Linked DNA regions of Hordeum vulgare: all the other regions are linked to region 1. The links are chromatin contacts, called in public Hi-C maps. All regions are on one chromosome and are shown on one strand. The core of a region is the stretch at or near the end of the contact, and the rest is flanking DNA. Distances in the headings are between cores, read along the strand shown.

What was found. Hi-C and Micro-C count contacts between places; a contact is called where the count stands out from the background.
Region 2: a contact with region 1 is called in a Hi-C map of leaf, with 3 times the contacts expected there. The contact joins the promoter of LOC123442994 here to the promoter of LOC123442995 in region 1. A contact is called at or near these places in 5 of 6 Hi-C or Micro-C datasets (leaf and seedling) and 1 of 1 datasets of contacts at active chromatin or transcription factors (embryo).
Region 3: a contact with region 1 is called in a Hi-C map of seedling, with 5 times the contacts expected there. The contact joins the promoter of LOC123442998 here to the promoter of LOC123442995 in region 1. A contact is called at or near these places in 2 of 6 Hi-C or Micro-C datasets (leaf and seedling) and 1 of 1 datasets of contacts at active chromatin or transcription factors (embryo).

The regions. Positions count from the first base shown.
Region 1 is chr3H:68,418,627-68,422,734 of MorexV3_pseudomolecules_assembly, reverse strand. It overlaps LOC123442995 (serine/threonine protein phosphatase 2A 57 kDa regulatory subunit B' kappa isoform-like), which reads right to left and starts at 2,130. Exons shown (of 2, transcript XM_045119203.1): 1 at 514-2,130. The coding sequence starts at 1,608.
Region 2 is chr3H:68,172,844-68,176,951 of MorexV3_pseudomolecules_assembly, reverse strand. It overlaps LOC123442994 (auxin-responsive protein IAA1-like), which reads right to left and starts at 2,298. Exons shown (of 5, transcript XM_045119202.1): 1 at 1,971-2,298; 2 at 1,601-1,824; 3 at 1,383-1,497; 4 at 132-193; 5 at 1-53. The coding sequence starts at 2,176. The coding sequence ends at 37.
Region 3 is chr3H:68,620,251-68,624,358 of MorexV3_pseudomolecules_assembly, reverse strand. LOC123442998 reads right to left here and starts at 2,238. Exons shown (of 3, transcript XM_045119207.1): 1 at 1,430-2,238; 2 at 1,023-1,357. The coding sequence starts at 2,142.

The sequences.
Region 1 (4,108 bases), core at 881-3,380:
ATAGAACTAGAGAATAAAAGCGGTATTTCCTGTCTTTATATTTAAAAATGTGAGTGGTCAAGTGCAGACCACCAATTGCACTAGAACCAACAAGGCAACAACTGAGGTGTTTGGTCCCACTTTAGCCAACAAGGAATGAGTTTAACCACTGATCAAATATCCAAACAATAATGACTATGGCATAAATGATGGATGGGACCAGGCAGGTGACACTAACAAATTAAAAAGGTACAAGGAAAAGGAAAGAGAGCAAGCAGATTCTTTGACTAAAAAATCTAAAATAAGCAATAGATTGGACCAGTATACACCTTCACAACTACTCTACAAAATAATGGTGATGATAACTCCCTACCAGAGACTCATGATAAATTCTTGTACTGATGTTTCACAAGCATATCTTGTTTTCTGTCGGTATTTCTAACCCTAGCAATTGTTGCAAGACAAAAGAAGATCATACAGAGGAGACACGGTTTAGGGACAAATAGTAATGAATGGCTAGGGTAAGAAACTTGCCTGAAAATGTGAGCTATTGAGGCAATTTGCGATCCTCCGGAATAATGGCACCATGCACTTCTGAAACTCGGCCATATCAATCAACTCAAGCACTTCTTCTAACTCCCCCAAGAACATCATCTCCTTCTGACTATTTGTAACTGGCCAGTACTTCAACAGACCTCTAATCACAGTTCCTGCAAGCTTCGGTTCCTTCTCTATAAATTGTGTTATGCAGTATGTGAGCTGCGGCAGATATACACCCACTGTCTTAGGCTTGTGAAGCGGAATTAACGCTTTCCATAGGAACAACTTATGTTCCTCCTTCAATGGCTTTGCAAACCCACTTATCACGCTGCCAAACACCTCCAAGAGCTCGGATATTCCATTGTGATGATCGGCCTCGGAGACGAACCTATAGAAGATATTGCTCACGGCCTTGCGGATGAACGGTCGGTTTCCCATGAATTTTCCATATATCCTGTGCAATACTGTCTTCAGGCAGTCCCTCTCTCTGGGATCATCAGAATCAAACAGGTCAAGCAGCTTGGAGATGAACGAACTGTCCACATACTTCCTGGCTACCTTGGGGTCAACAAATGGCGAGGTCACAAACCGCAGAAGCAGTTCATACACAACTTGCAGGTGGTACCAAGAGGGGTCGAAGAAGGGCTCGTCCTCCTCTGTCTCCGATGCGGTGGTGCCTGATCGGACCTTGGGTGGGAAGACCCTGAAGAGATTAACGGCGAACATGCGCACGCACGCCGACATCATCGCCTCCGTGAGCGGCTCCTCGGCGGCGCCAATGCAGTCGACGAGGGACATGAGGACCTGCCGCTTCCTCTCCTTCTCCGGCGAGTCCTTGCCCCGGTCAGTGAAGTCGTACACCGTGCAGCAAATAGTCACCTTCTCGATGAAGGCGTCCTCCCTGGACCTCCCCTCGGCTCCGGCGGCCCCCGAGGGCGACCTGGGCGAGGCGGGGGGCTTCCCGAAGGCCCCATTTTCCCTGGGAGACATGGGATTGGACTTCGCCGTGGGCGAGCCCCCTCCGCCGCCGCCGCCAGGGCCAGATTTCAGCGATTTCCACGACAGCTTGCCGATAAATTGCTTCCACATGGCGGCAGAATACGGCGGCACCAACACCACATCAAATTCTCCCCCAATCAAAGAACCATTGCGAGAAATCCGTCCTCCCGAGAACCGGCCGTGAAATTCCTCGCAGAAATTTTATGTAAAAGACGCACCTTGCGACGGCAACAGGGGATTGCAATGGCAGGGAGGGGGTGGACTTCCACGGCAACGGCAACCGGAGATCTCAGGGCGAATTCCTTGCTCTCGGGCAGCTTACCGGCGCAAATGCGACGGATCAAGAACCAACGAATGAGCGCACCACCAAAGAAGGGAGGAGAGGACGGGCCGCCTCAATCAACGGGGCGCGTGGAGGAGCCGGGGACGCGACGGCGCGGAGGGGGGAGGCGGATCCAGCAATGGCGGCCTCAGGGCCAGATCCGGGGGAGGGAGGCGGCCATGGATGGGATCTCGGGAGGAGGGATGGGAGGGGGGAAAGGGCGCAGAAGTGGGGATTTTTTTTTTGGCGTTTTGGAGGGGGCGGTGGTACACAGACACACTGGAGGACGACAGTGCGAGTGAGGGAGAGAACGTCAGAGTGATGATGCATGGACGATACGGTTCATCTGGGCCGTCCGGTCATGGGGAGCGTGGCACGGCAGCCGTTGGATTGTCGAGCGGTTCTTTCCTCCTCCTGGTAAATTGTTCTCCTTGCAGAGATGATGATGGCGATGTTGGATAATAGGAGATCAGGTGCAACGGTCGAGAAATGTCATGTCATTCGGCAGTTTATCTTTTTTTCTTTTTTATTCGATGATGAAACTTATTACGATTAATTTATCATGGTGAAAGCCTCACGTCTTTTTTGAAGGAAATAATAATGTATTTTTTTTCGAAAGGATAATGTTTTATTATGGACACACTGGATAATACATAATCATCGTAGTGCTCCCACATGATCGGGCTCGTCTTCCTCCTCGTCAACGTTTTACTTCGGTATCGAGCTTCACTCTTTGGTTTAGCGGTGCTTGTCGAAATGTTGGGTTAGGTGAGAATCTCTTCGGGTTGCAAGACATATCGCATGCTTTTAGAACTTGGGTCGTGATAGATGAGTTATGTGATGATGACGACTCCAACACAATCCTTATGAGAAACACCAGCGACTTGACAACTGGGGAGGAAGCAAAAAGGCAAGAGTTGACGACTGCGTTGAGTAGACATTTTGTTATAGATTTTGTATTTACACAAACCAGAAATTATTTCTGAGACAAGGATCGTGATCCTTAAAACTTTTAGAACTAGTTCCGTTTTCTTTATCCGAGTTAGGCATTTTGGCTCTCAAGCAAACCTGGCCGATTGGGTTGTGCCTTTTTGGCCAGCCCGTTAGCATGCATGTCTAGCTCGTGACAAGTCGGCTCGGCATGTGATCTGCCTAGGGGCATGCCTGTCCATGGAGGTTGGACACGCGTGCTGGTACGACACATTCAACTTAGTTTTTTTATAGGCCAAATAAGTAGTCCAATAGGCTAAATAATGGTGGACTCACGGCTAAACGTGTCGGTGGGCCGACCCGTTTAATAGTAGTGTCGTGCCTAGGCCGTGGAAGTTAGCACACATGTTGGCCGGACATGGCTCGTGTACTTACTAAGCGTGTTTGGTCAGGTCGTGTTGTGTTGTGCCTGATGGGGTGATCTATTAGTGGTAGGGTCATAGACCATACATCCAGGGCCTATCTATAAGTGATATATAAAATACTTTAGGTAATGTTATAAATTGATTCATATTTTATTATTGCATAATAGTTATTGTATTCTAACTTATCCATGGCTTATACCCCCGATACAATCCATAGCATCATCAAAACACGTAAACTATGCAAGCAAAAACAGAATTTGTCTAAAATAGAACAGTCTGTAATGATCTATAAAGAACCTATACTTATGTAGCTTCAAAAATTTAGAAAAAATAGAAAGGCCTGAGGAATTTGTATAGAAATAATGTGTAAAAATTTTAGCTTGAAAAGACGTTTCAGTGAAATCAGAGAATTCTGCACTGGACGTCAAAGTTTGTGTTTTTGCACTGTATCAATTCTACTTATCACACAAGTCATGACAAAGGCTTTACTTGGCACAAACACTAATTTAAATATAAAACACAATCATTACAGAGGAAATAATCATTTTATAACACCCAAACAGAAGGTAAAAAGCAAAAATTAAGATAACTATTGGGTTGCCTCCCAAGAAACGCTATTGTTTTATGCATTTAGCTAGGCATAATGCATATGATCAAGTGTTGTCATCTTTCACACTCAACCCATAAGTAGCCCTCATGATGGATTCATAAGGTGGTTTGGTTATATTTCTAGGGAATTGTTCCATCCCTTTATTAAATGAAAACTGGAACCTTATGTTTCTCTCTTTCATATCAATAATTGCACCTACAGTTCGTAGGAAAGGTCTTCCAAGTATTAATGGACAAGTAGGATTGCAATCAATATCAAGCACAATGAAATATAAATGCACATAATTATTATTTGCAATAATGA
Region 2 (4,108 bases), core at 1,049-3,548, 250 kb after region 1:
GGGCAGCTCCGGGTGCTGTGAGCAACAGAAACGAGTTCAGCGAATCCGCATAGCTGATAGTGCAAGCATGGCGTGAGATGACAGCTGCGGAGCACGAAAATCGTGTCGAAAACAATCGACCATGTGCATACCTAGGTTCACGGCCTCGGAGTTCTTCATCAGGCGGACGCGTTGGCAGGCCTCCACAAACATCCTGCGTAAGCACCCACGGGTTAGCAAGTTAGGAACGTGTCGGCGTAACAAGTCAGGTGAGAACACTTCTCCTCGTCTTCGGTTTCGAGTGGTTCGTTGCGATCCAACCGAGATAAAAAAAAAAGTACTATCAAAGAAATCGAAGAGGGCCGCCAGACCGCCAAACTATCTAGAACCCACGCAAGGCAGTGATCACCCTTGCTAGATGGATCAAGAAACTATTGAAGGGTGCACGGTGAGTTATAGTGGAGAACAAAACTAGAAAGGAAACCTTATCCCTGGTAGCCTATCTTAACAAAGTTACGAAGCAGATTCTTTGGGTTAGGCATAGGCTGATGGATAGGCATCATGGTCTGCCCTGTTACTGGAAAGAAGCTGGACATCAAAGTTTTCTTATAATGTGCTAAGGTATATAGCATACAAATAGTTGTAATGCACTACCGAGGCGCAAGAACCAAGAAAGGACCCAACATCCAATTCTTATAAGACCCACAGGGTCAATTCCTCTGGATGCGACATGAGCTCAAAAACAGAGATGCAAGTAAATCAGGCAGAGTATATTCGTTTTCTTCGATTATCCATGCTCCACTAGGTGAATTCAGATTAACTTCAGGGGGAAAAGGGACAGCTTATGTTCACTTTAAAAATGGTATTCAGTTGGCTCCCAAATCACTTTGCTCAGGTCTGCCATATTCTTATACAAGCTACAATAACAAGATAAATGCAGACGGAATCAGAGAAGCAATTAATCTGTTCAAATCTCATGCTACAGGCCCACGCAATGCACTGTGTTAGTGCCAACAACCAACAACATCTCCTGGGGATCGAATTATTACGTATGAAAAATCAATCTCTTGCTCTGAACCGCAAACAAAGCAACCTTGGTGTTTCCTACCCAAATCGTAAAGCAAACAATTCATCACAACCATGTCCGTTGCAGATCTCAATCAAGCAAGCAATCTAATCTTAACAAAAATCACTTGTGAAAGTACTACGGGATTTGGTCAATTCACCCAGATCAAGGATAAGCACTTTGATCAGTCCTGACAAACAAATTAACCCAGTCCAAACAATCATGCAAGCACATAGTAGCAGAAATTAGCGTTAGGACACAAACTTTGCATAAGTAAGTAAGTAAAGAAACGAAACCATCAAGGTTAAAGGAGAGGACGATGGCGCAAGAAGCTCACTTCCAGGGGACGTCGCCGACGAGCATCCAATCGCCGTCCTTGTCCTCGTAGGTGGGCACGTACTCCGTCCCGTTCACCGCGTCCACCAGCTTCTTCTCGTCGTTGGCGAACTTCCCTGCGCACCCACACCCAGCACGTCGTCAGCTGAGAACAGAACATGAAGCCGGCAAGCATGAGCAGCGGCCGGAGGCGGGGAGGGGCCGAACTGAGGTACTCACTGATGGTGAAGTGGGAGCGGAACTTGTCCTGGAGCGCGCGGAGGAGCTGGTCGTAGCCGGCGTGGTCCCGCAGGTTCACCTTGCGCAGGTACGGCGCGCCGTCGACGGCCACCTTGACGAACTTGGCCGGCGCGGCCGCCGCCGCCCTGGTGGAACCGGCGGCGACGTTCTCGAGCGCATTCTTGCGGAACGACCTCACCGGCGGCCAGCCCACCACCCGCGCCCTGGCGAACCAAACGAACAACGGAAACCCCAGTCAGGTCAGTCAATCCCAACCCAACGAATTCCCGCGCGGTTCATCGCAAGCAAGAAAGCCTTTTTTTTACGGGGAACAGACAGACAAGGGAGGGGGAGGGACGGCGGCACGTACTTGGGGGCCGGCGGAGCCTCGGCGAGGAGGGAGGAGCGGTCGGCGAGGGAGCGGGAGGAGGAGGAGGAGGAGGCGCCGCGCTTGCGGTCGGGGTCGGCGGGGGAGGAGCCGGGAAGGCGCAGGGTGAGCGTGAGCGCGGTGTCCTCGAAGTCGAGCCCGGACACCGCGGAGGACTCCGTGGAGCTCCGCTCCGTCTCCGCCGACATGGCCGCCGGCCTCTCTTGAGCTCCGCGCGTGTCGGCGGTGTCGGCTGCGTCGTCTTCCTCGGCTGCTGCGGCTGGTGCTGCCTGTGGTCCAGCTTTGTGTTGTGCGGTCCGGGGCGGCGGCAGGTTGGTTATAGACAGAGGCGGGCGGGCGGGCGGGCGGCCACCGGTCACCGACGGTCAACGGTCACGGCGCCGAGCTTTACGCACCGACACAAGCCCTACGCCTTATTTCCACCTACGCCCCTGCTTCCATCCCTGGCTAGGGCTGCGGTGCAATGCTAGACAAGCACGAGGGGCAGAGCGCAAAAGAGGCAGGGGTCGGCCTTCCCGAAACGGAACGGATGGCACGGGGCGGGTGGGCCCGGGCTGCCGGTTGGGCGCCCTGCAGCGGCCCGCGGAACCGGCGAGCGGCGGGGCCGGGCGATGGGCAGCGGACGGCGCGGGAGGCCCGTCCAGGACGGAACTGCTGGGGGCGCGCGTCGTATCGATATCATGGGCGCACGCACGTACGGTTGCACCGTCGGCCTCAACCAACATGGATCCGTCCGTGCTGCCGGTGGGTCGCGCCCGATGGAACCAAATCTTGTGCGGGGGCTTTGTTCCCGGCTGACACGCCACCTTGTTCCGATTGGTTTTTGGCCAAGGGTCAAAAATGGTTCCGAGATTTTGTTTGGAGAAACACAACATGCGTTGTATCCTCTGTTCATAAATATACTCTCTCCGTTCATAAATAATTATAGCTAGAGAAAACTAAACTAAAAAAATCAACTATGATTATTTAAAAACGAAGAAAGTATAATTATTTTTAAAATATTTTGATATGAACTACATACAGATATATATAGATATATTTTAAAATATAGTTCCATTCATTTCATTTCATATGTAGTTTGGAATAGAATCTTCCGGAAAGAAAATTAAGAACAGAGGGAGTAGACGGATCACGAGATTGACAAAGTCATCAGGGACATCTAATCAAGTCAATCTGAGGAGTTGTTTATTTTTTTAAAGCTAAAAGAGAGACAACTTACTTTTTAAGACGCCCAAAAAGACTGACCCCTAATCAAGTAATCATTGATCGACATGGCAAACCAATTGATAATTGGAGGGTTGTTTATGGGTATAGCATGAGTACTTGGAGAGATAATTGATTTTCGAGAAGTTCTGGCCTAAAAATTACGGGCAAAAGGAACAAAACAAGGCTCAAGTGGGTGTCTCATTTATTTTTGACCGGATCGAGGAGATGGGACGAGCTTGAAGGAATATGTTGTATCCCCATGATGCAGAGGAAAATTTAGTCTACGTATTATGTCGTCTGAAGATGATGATTTTATTGCGTGGCATTTTGAGAAGAATTGTTTTTTAGTTAACAATGCGTACAACCTTGTGTTAAATCTCAAGGATGTCTTCGGGCAGTCTAGTGGTGTTGTGAATGGAAAAGGAGAGTGTGTATGGTATTATTCGGAAGATAATCCCCTCCCGACAAGATATTATTTTTTGCTTAATGTGTTGTATCCAATAGTTTAGCAGTCCAAGTTATAGAGCAACGCACCATCAAACTAATTCTGATATGTGCTCCAATTGTGGTGTCAAAGACGAAAGTGTTTTTCATACTCTCGTTATGTGCCTAAGGCTCGTGCGTTGCGTGTGCTATGAAAAATATTTGGGATATGTCGGGGGAGGAGCTATTTATATTTCGAGGACTAGATTTATTGCTTGTGTTGATGGAAAAGCTTCTCGCAGCTTGGCATTTGAAAACAATTTGATTTTGGGTAAGGGGAATGCATTTGTTTCTGCTTTTACTGCTTTTGTGGATACTTATTGGTTGTCCTTTACTTCTTGTCACTTTGTTGCGGAGACCAAGTCAAATCACAAAGGTAAGAGTTTAGCGACTAAGGCACACCTAATGTATCAGCCACAAAGAGCATTGTG
Region 3 (4,108 bases), core at 989-3,488, 200 kb before region 1:
CTCCAGAAACAAGAGGTGACTTATTTTATGACAGGACATCCTGACATCAGTTTCCAAGTTTTTAGTAAAAGTGAAAAACATAAGAGTTCCACACCTGTTAGAATCTATTTAAAATGCTAAACGCTTTGTGGTGAAACTAAGTTCCTTGTACTTGTACCACCAATTGTTTTTTCCAACAAGTATGGTACTGCTACTTGACATATCTTTTAAAGACGAGATCAGCATTGGAGTCATACTAAAATTTCATGAAAGGGAGACGGCATAGATTACACATAATTTCTGTTCCAAGTAGCCGAGCCGAGCATTAGGCAAACAGTAGCTGAAATATGCCTCACATATTAATCTAAAATACAACCTTTTGACATTATGATCAGGATGAATTCGACAAGACAACAACAATTGATTGTAAGGACTAGCACAATTTGTAAGTAAACTGCTGAACAGAGAATAAACGACTTCATACTTCATATTAGCAGCTCTGAAAGAAACCAGCAGCACACTTTGATCAGTTAATCCTTAATAGCGGTAACAATGTGCCATGATCTAAAATATATCATGTACAAAACTCATAACCAGCTCCAAGTCAGCATTTTACCTGGTGAGCTATACGCTAGTACTAATTCCAACAGTTACAATACTAGGTTTGAGATGTGAACTTTAGCTATGCCACAAAATAAGAGATGTTTATTTATAAGAAAGTCTGAAGGAAGGTAAACAGGATAGTAAGAGATCAACATGTTTGTGTACATATTTAGCAATTCGACCAATGCATGGTCATTGTCCTTCACATGTCAAATCTCATAACATAAACAACATTATGTTTTCCAGTGTCGTATATTAAGGTTTCTCCATCACAGAGAATTGTCCTTGGCAAGATCCATATGTGAATATACATAACAAACATATATTACTTTCATCACGACTAATTATTCACAAACCACAACCAACTAAATAAGCAAAGATACAGAAGCTGTAACGAAAATGCAAGACAATAGACAAGAAGCAAGGTCTAGCACCAATACCTGGAGCGTAGAAGCTCATGTAGGGTAGGACGCTAAAGTACTGTGCGGGCTCGTCAACCTTCCTGACTCGCCCTGACTTCAGCTCTACAGTGAATAAGCCAGCATCTGTGTTTATGAAGATGACACCCACACCCTCTGCAGAACCAGCCACAAATGGTTTGTAATCTGGATCGACAACGGGTATAATTGTCTTGAGCTCGATGATCCTGCATTTCACCCATTTTGCAGCTGCTTCTGAGTTCACCTTCTTTGACCACAGATAAAGAGTAGAACTCTCAGTGCAGGCAAACCCCAGCGAGCTGTCCTCCATCACCATGAGAGCAATTGGGCTCCTCCTGTGTGGAGGCGGGTTAATCATGGATAAGCAGTTGATTGACAGGTTGTACTTGACGATTTTGTGAGCAGACCGAAGTGTGAAGTAGACTTCATCTCCAATGACAGCTGCTCGCCGAGGCATGACATAGGGTAGGTGGTAGCTGTTTTCTGCAATGTCATCTCGCATGTGCTGGGCATAGCATTGGCAACCGTCGTCAAGAGATACTGGCGCACTCCACGCACCTGTCGCAGATGAGTACACGCTGGCCTTAACGAGACGGTCGCCGTCGTCGGTGGCCAGGAAGGCCACGCGAAAGGGACCGCCTTGGCAGTCGAGATGTTGGCAGCCATCCGCGGCGCAGAACACGGCGGCGGTGCAGATGAGCCAGTCGATGCCCGGCGCGGGTAGGACGTGCCGGTCGCCCGTGACGGGGTCCGAGACGACGAAGACCAGGCCCTCGTCCTGCACCACGTGGATGAGCACGCGGCCGTGGCGACAGTCGAGGGGAACGGGGTGCTTACCCTGGCCATCGGAGCCCGGGTAGGGGAAGTCTGGCATCGACGTGGTGGAGGTGAAGCGGGGCGGGGGCGTTTCTTGGAGGACCTGGAACCTTTGGAGGAGGCCGAGGAGGGGAGGGGCTCCGTGGAAGGCGCGGTAGCGGCGGCGGAAAGAGGGGTCGCAGACGACGCGGAGCCACGACTTACAGACGAGGGCGGCGCGGAAGAGGTGCTCGGGCTCATCAGGAGGAAGGAGTAGGAGAACCTCGCCGACGAGCTCGTCCATCAGCTCCGGCGGTGGCGCCATGGTGCGGCTGGCGGACTGGGTGGGGGACGCCGCCGGGTCCGGTGGGGAGGAGACCAAGAAGCGAGTGAGAGGGTGAGACGGCCCCGTTCTACTTGTGGTTCGGCTCGACTAGGGTCTGGGCCGCGCGGGACCACCAATATAAACCCTTTTGCCGCACGCTACGGCAAATTGTCGGGGCTTCGGACAGGGCGCAGGTGTACTGGCCGGCCCATTTTCTTATCTTATTATTTCTATTTATTTTCTTTTTTTAATGTTCAGAAACTTCAAAAATGATTGTAATTTTTATAATTTGATCAGATTTCCATAAAATATTCCTGTTTTCAAATTTATTTTAGAAATGTTCATAAATTCAAACACGTTTATAATTTAAATTTTTGTTTGCTTCTTTTCAGAAAAGAATCAAAATAACAACAGAATAAAATTTATAAAAAATGATTGCATTAAAAAAACCAAAAAAAGTTTTGAAATTTTGGAAAGAATCATAAATTTTTCAACAAATTTCAAAAAAACAATGTATTTTTTAATATTGTTCGTAATTTTCAAAAATGCATTTTCCAATGTTCCTGTTTGTTCAAATGTTTGATTTTTTTTTAAATTTGTTCACAAATTTAAAAATGTTTGTGTTTTAAAAAGTAGTTAATTTAAAAAATACATTTTGAAATTGCAAAAGATGTTTAAATCTGTCACGACATGTAGTTCATATACAACATCCTGCCTATGTCGACTCTAAAGCTCACGAACATGCAATGGCAAGAGACGACGTTCATCACTTGGAGGTTCTAGGTCCCGGACTTTCCTCGCCCTGATCCAAACCAAACAACCAAATTTTAATTTAGGTTTTTTTAGACAAACTCCGAAGCTTTATTCATTCGTCATAATGTTTAGAAGGACGAAATCAAGATCATTGGGCTGGCCTAACCAGACATGGTAGCCAACCCCAAACGGTAAAACATGTCTCGCGAGTTTGTGAGCCTCGACATTCGAGCTCCTAAATTCATGACTAATTTTACATAAAAGAAAGGTAGACTTGTGTTGAACAATTTCATGAACAATCACCCCATATGCTCCTTCGTTCTTCTGTTGTATGTCATCAACAACCACCTTGCAATCAGAGGCAACTTGAACTCTCCTCTCATATAGATCATCGACTAGTGCTAGGGACTCCCCTTATGGCAAGCGCTTCCAGGGTGGCCAGGTCAAAGATGTGTGGGAAGACTATCGCCAAAGCACCCACGAAAACACCCTGTTCATCCCCACAGATAGCAGCAACCGAGCCATGGGATCTACCCCTCCCAACAGTTGCATGATTGTTAATTTTTGTCAGACCCGGTGGCGATGCGATCCATTGAGTTGGTCTGCTCTCTGGTGGACTATGACCTGATACCTCAACCATCTGGATGGCGTTAATCTCAATGACATAAGACTGAATGAACTCATGAATAGCATGCGGAGGTTGGAAAATGTCTTCGTACATCGCTTTCCGACGTGCTCCCCAGAGACCCCAAAGTGTGACCACAAAAACAAGTAAGTCTTCCCCCGAGAGTGATTCATGCATAGCAAGGAGCCACGATTTAGCATTATCGTCGTTGCTTCTGGCTAGCCTGTCCACGATGGCCTCATTCGAGAGTGCCTAGGTGCTCCTTGAGACCGAACAATCAAGCAGAGCGCGGCGCCATGTATCCTCCGCAGCGCAAAGGCAACATGAGCTAGTAGTGGACATGTTTCGATGGTTCATAAGTGCAGCCGTGGGGATGGAGTGACGAGCCAGCCTTCACACAAAGAATCTCATCTTCGAAGGAACCTTGATATTCCACAGATCAGTCCAGCCATCACTGTTTTGGCTGTTAGATGATGTCTCTCTCTCATAAAACCATGCTTCCCAGCCAAGCTTAGTGCACTGAATCATCCTGTATGCGGACTGGACAGTGAAGCTGCCCCTTCTCTCCTCTGACCAGGCCCAGAAATC